Regions from separate parts of the Sus scrofa genome. Here region 2 is linked to region 1. A link is a contact called in public Hi-C data. All regions are on one chromosome and are shown on one strand. Each heading gives the region's core, a stretch centred on a gene start, on an enhancer-like site or on the middle of the called end of the contact. The rest is flanking DNA. Distances are from core to core; before and after follow the strand shown.

Region 1 (2,640 bases), core at 59-2,558:
GTGTGGAGGAGGGGACTGCCCCAGCCCTGCACCCCTTCCACAGATGCTGCGCTTGGACCACAGCTCCTGGGCTGTGGGCTCAGCCAGAGCAGCTACAATGCCTAGCCTAAGGCGCCTAGGACCTCTGGCTGGGGCAGTGCTGGGCTTCTAAGACCGGTGTCACTACCCACCCCTGTTCTCCAGTCGGAGAAGAAATGCAGCTGCTTCTCTTGCTCCTGGAAGCCAGGGGCTTGTCACAGGTCTCAAGTGTCAGGATAGGAGTTTGCTGTGTGCCTGACGCTGCTAAGTCCTTGACGTCATTTAATTGTTACCAGAACTGTATGATCTGGGTACCATCACTGTCATCCTTATTTCACTGCTGGGTACACCCTAGAGCATTTGTAACTTGCCCCAGGAGCCCCCACCCCTCCCAGCCACCCTGAGCAGCGGGTGGAGCTAGGATTCAGACCGAAGCCAGGCCCACATTCTGGACCACTCCTCTCTTTGCCTGTGGTCTCTTTCAGAATCGCCTGCAGACTTGTTACATAGGCAGATTCCCAGGCCTCACCGTAGACCAACTCAGAAGTGCTGAGGCCTCTTACCTCTGCCTCTTACCAAGCCCTCCAGGAGGTTATGATGGTGGTTGTGGGGGAGGGGTCATTCATCCCCTGACTGTGCCTGTGGCCCAGAGGGAGGAGGAGGGAGATGGGGGATGGGGTGACAGGCCTCACTACCTGCTGGGCCCCTTGTGACCATCAGACCAGTCTGTGAGGGCAGAGGGCCCAGGGTGGGTGCCAGGATGCAGCTGCAGCTGCCCATCTCTGGGTGCAGTCACTGAATGGGCTGCAGCCCTCTTCCCTCCTTCCCTGAATGTGTGACGTTTTCATTGCAAACAGACCAGGGGAGAAACTCAGTTACTTCATGTAGGGCCCCTGAAGGATCATGCAGGTGAGGGTGACGGAGGCGGAGGGCTTTGCCCCCAAACCTGGATGGAGAGAGAATCCTGCGCCCTGTTCAGCAGAGTGAGACTGTGGGACGAGCAAAGCTTACCCCTCTTTGTGCTGCCGCTGGCCCAAAAGAGCAGCGAGAGAATGTTCAAGAAGCAGATGGAGTGCTTCAGAGGGATTGCTGAGGGTGTATGGGAGTGATCCTCTGGTTTAGGGGCAGGGGGTGGGGGAGATCTGAAGCCATTTGGCCTTAGGGACCCAGAGCTTGGGAGGAGGCAGAGGAAGCTGTCCAAAGAGGCTGGGCCTTTAGGGCAGCTGCCTCCAGTGCTGGGCAGGCAGTGGCTGAGGGCGGGAGGGCTGGTCTGTGTTCACTGGGCCACCAACTCTCTGCCCTCTGGTGTTGTGCTCAACAGGAGACTGGATGCCTGGGTTCAAATTCCTGGCACCACCCCTATTACCCAGTGACCTTGGGCAAGGTCCGCATTCTCCCTGTCCTCCTCTGCACCTCCCAGGGGCGGGAGGATCAGTAGATTATTTCATGGGAAGCACGAAGCAGTTTCTGGCACAAGGTTAGTGCTTGATGATACCATGTTCACAAAGCAACGGCATTAGTGGTTATGTAATACTCTTCTTTAGAGCAGCGCACATTTAACTTAAGGTATTTTGTAAAGGAAGCCTTGCATTACTGTTGTAAATGGAAGGCCAGCGTTACTTGCCATTCATAGTAGATATTAGTACAAGTCAATTCAGTGTAGAGAAAATAACACAATTCCATTTTCACCATTTAGCTAACCACTGCTGGCGGCCACGGCTCTAAGCCCAGCGCTTGCTTTCTTTGTTAAGTAATCAGGATTTAGAGAGGTGTTAAAGACCCACTAGCATCTCACTGAGACATTCTTGATGGATTCAGAAGACTGAAGAGAAATGAAAAGGGAATGATTTTCCCATCAAATGATTCAGTGCTGTGTTTGTGAATTGCTTACAGTTAACTTGGGCACCCCAAATCATTTCATGCCCTGCCACGTGAAAGCATCCCAACACTGTGGGAAACATTATGTGATCTTGGACAAGCTATTTTTAAAATCTGTTTTTGAAAGATAATTTGTTTGCATGGTTCAAGGATCAAGCAAAGTACACAGGCATACAAGGCAAGTCTCACTCCTTCTCCATCCATCCATCCATCCATCCATCCATCCATCCACCTACCTATCCAACCACCCATCCATCCACCTATCCATCCACCCATCCATCCATCTATCCATTCCCTCTCCCCTATAACTGCTGTTCTTAGTGTCTTTTAAATCCCTCCAGAACTCATTTATGCAAATATGTGCAAACACAATTATACTAATTTTGTTTTCTTTTTTATATAAATGATAGAAAATTAGACACATTTTCTGCCCTCGCTTTTTTGCTTCACAGTGTATCATGGGCACATTTCATATTAGCGCATAGAAACCTGCTTCATTCTGTAGAGTTTTGGTTTTGGGGAGAGTTACTGGCCCTCTTCTACCCACGGTGGAGTCATCTCTACCCAAGGGCCTTGCAGCTCTGACCCTACACAACTCCAGGAGGCTGTTTCTCCGAAATGGGACCCTAACCGAAATGTCCCCCTTCTTCAGGGCTGGAGTGAGGAAGCTGCTTGGATGGTTTGTTCTAGGTCTGCAGTCAGTTCAGCAAACATTCAGGGAGTATCCTGTGTGCTGGGAGATGT
Region 2 (2,640 bases), core at 38-2,537, 100 kb before region 1:
TTTCTTAAACACCCCCAACCATGCCCTCGCTGGCCTGTCCCTTCATGGCCCAGAGGAGAAGGCACCCAAGGTTGGGATGGCTGCAGGTCATGGGGGCCTCTGGAAAGGGTGAGCCCGAGGCTAGGGCGGTCCCTGCTCTGCCCATGTCACATGGCCAGCAAGCAGCTCTTCCCCTGAGCCCCTGCTCTGGGATCCAGTGCCAGCCCCATGCAGGGCAGAGGGCTGCTGAGTACAGAGCCTCTCAGGTGGGCAGCGGCTGGCCCGGTGCCTCCGTGGCCATGAGCAGTCTTCAGCTCCCAGGTCTGCTCCAGAGCAGCTGATTATCATTAGCAAAGTGTTTTCATTCTGGCCACAGAGACAGGTTTCCCTGGACCAGTCTCCTTCGTCACCTTGCTTTGAGCAGGGTGTGAATGTCGGGAAGGAAGTGGCCCTCACATCCTTCATTTCTCTCTTCCTGATACTGGGATGGTTTGGGGAGATGGCCCCAAGCTGAACCTTGGGTTATTATCTTGGCTTCTTAAACTGTATCAGGCCGGGAGTTTGACCCTGATTCCAGCATCTCTCTGCCTGTGATCAGCAGGGTGACCCTGGACAAGTCACATCACTTCTTTGGGCTGCAGGGTGTTTGTGAGGGGTCCCAGGCCAAGGGCCAGCTTTTGGATGAGACTTGGGGCCTTGATTTCTTTGGGGATTAGTCACTTTCCACTGATGGCATGGTGAGTATCAAGTGGTCCCCTAGGGTGTGTGTGTCTTGGAAAAAGAGATCTATAAGGATAATACCAGGACCCACTAGATGTCTGGCATCCTGGTAAGCATGTTGCTGTCTAGTTTGTTTATATCTCACATCCCTTCAAGTCAGAGGATTGTCTTCCCCTTTCTGCTGGGAAGAAGCGGGAACTTGGCAGGTAAATGAAGTGCCTGAGGCTGCATGGCTCCAGGGACTGTTCTTGACCTTGAGGCTTGACAGTCCCTTTCAGCCAAGTCTTCGATGGAGCTCGAAGGCACCTTAAATATTGGCCTGCAGGGTTGGTTCACAAGTGGGAAACCGAGGCCCAGAGAGGAGGAATAGCTGTGATGGGGCCTGAAGTGGCAGGTCGGGGCCTGGAACCCAGGGCCCTGTTGTCCCCATGTACCCCGAGGGCACCTCCCTCAGAGATCGTCTGGCTCCAGAGTCCAGAATGCGCCCTTTGTGCCAGCATAATCTCTGATGATACGTGGGCCTCCCTGCTCTGAAAGCCCCGATTGTCGCCGGGAGCGTGGAGCTGGGCTGCCCACACCCCCGCCCCATCCCTTCCCGCTGTGGAGCCTTTTGTGTTCCTGGATCTCAGCACAACAGCCGGGCTGTTGATCCAGAAGGCCCAGCGTGACTGGGAGAGGGCGACCTGCCAGCAAGCACCCTGCCCAGTGGGGGTTGTCCCAGCCTGAGAGGGAGGTGAGCCCTGTCGTCTGGGCCAGAGCACTGCAGTGATGGAGACAGACCTGGGGGCGGGGAGTCAGGAGACCTGGTTTCCAGTCCTGGCTGGGCCCCTAACTGGAGCAGAGACCTGCTCTGTGACCTGGGGAGAGTCAGGCTCCCTCTCTGGGCTCGTGACCTGTAAAGCAAGAGCTTGGATAGGAGAGAAGAGTGGAAAGCAGGTCTGGAGGGCAAAGGGAAGGCCCCAGTGCAGGCCTGGATCTTTGGCAGTAGAAGGAGCACCAGGCCAGGAACCTGGACTGCCGGAGTCCCAGCCCTGGCCTGACTGCTTCAGAGAAGTGCCCCCCACCCTCTTGGGGCCTGGGTTGTCTGATCTGTGAAGGAAACAGGGTGAGTGCCTGAATCAGATGGGCACTTGGGGGCATGGCAGGGAGGTCAGGGTGGGAATGGGGGAGGGCTGCTCTGTGCAGGTGGGGGTGGGGCTGCCCAGGCACGTGGGTATCGCAGGTCAACCTGGACTTTTGGGAAACCGTGGGCCTGGACTCTGGGGATGCGTGGGCCTCTTCTTTTGTAATTTCTCTGTCTAAACAGACCATCGACTTTCTGAATGACAACATTCGAAGAGGCATCGAGAACTACTATGATGACCTGGACTTCAAAAACATCATGGACTTTGTTCAGAAGGAGGTGAGCCAGGTGCTTTGGGTCAGAGATCTGCTTCCCATGCCCTTTGCCCCCCACTCAGGACCCTGCTCAAGAAGGTGAGGACGAGGGGTCATGTGACCTATTCATTTCCAAAGCAGGTGGCTGGCCAAGCTGGGAGGCAAGGGTGGACCGTGGATGGCCACGAAAGCCTGACCTTCTCAACCAGTTCTCTGCCCGCATGCCTGGCCCAGCATATTCTTGCCCTTCCTGTTCCTCTCCAGTTACACAGACCCTCCCCTCCTCAACTAAAGAAAACAAAAACAAAGTCGGGGGTAGCTGTAAGCCACCTTGCAGTGTCTCAGGGTGCCCCTGACCCGTGGGCAAAGACCCTTCTTCTTTGAGGTGGGAGTGACCTCCAGGCCACCAAGTTCCAAGTTCCCTCCTCCAGCGTCAGTGATGGGGAGCTCACCCCCTGGCCAAGTCCAGGCCAGCCCTGAGGCCATTTCCCCCTGCACTGGAGAACAGAGCAAGACTTCTTTCCGCCCACACCGCTTCTTTGAGTGTGATGGTGGTCACTTGGG

The links. A called contact is a pair of places that touch in the nucleus more often than the background predicts.
Region 2: a Hi-C map of liver shows a contact between it and region 1, with 6 times the contacts expected there. The contact joins two enhancer-like sites. A contact is called at or near these places in 1 of 5 promoter capture datasets (liver) and 16 of 47 Hi-C or Micro-C datasets (alveolar macrophages, brain, embryonic fibroblasts and 9 more).

Annotation. Positions count from the first base shown.
Region 1 is chr14:72,643,528-72,646,167 of Sscrofa11.1, forward strand. It overlaps a transcript of C14H10orf35 not described here. Among named protein-coding and RNA genes, the nearest start is that of NEUROG3, 38 kb to the left of the region's middle. Within about 2 kb of position 1,309, at least 3 of the 83 cell types and tissues checked have an H3K27ac peak or open chromatin away from gene starts, as enhancers often do. A contact at or near this core is called in liver, where this site is marked.
Region 2 is chr14:72,542,019-72,544,658 of Sscrofa11.1, forward strand. It overlaps TSPAN15 (tetraspanin-15), which reads left to right. Exons shown (of 8, transcript XM_021072332.1): 4 at 2,006-2,101. Among named protein-coding and RNA genes, the nearest start is that of C14H10orf35, 15 kb to the right of the region's middle. Within about 2 kb of position 1,288, at least 24 of the 83 cell types and tissues checked have an H3K27ac peak or open chromatin away from gene starts, as enhancers often do. A contact at or near this core is called in liver, where this site is marked.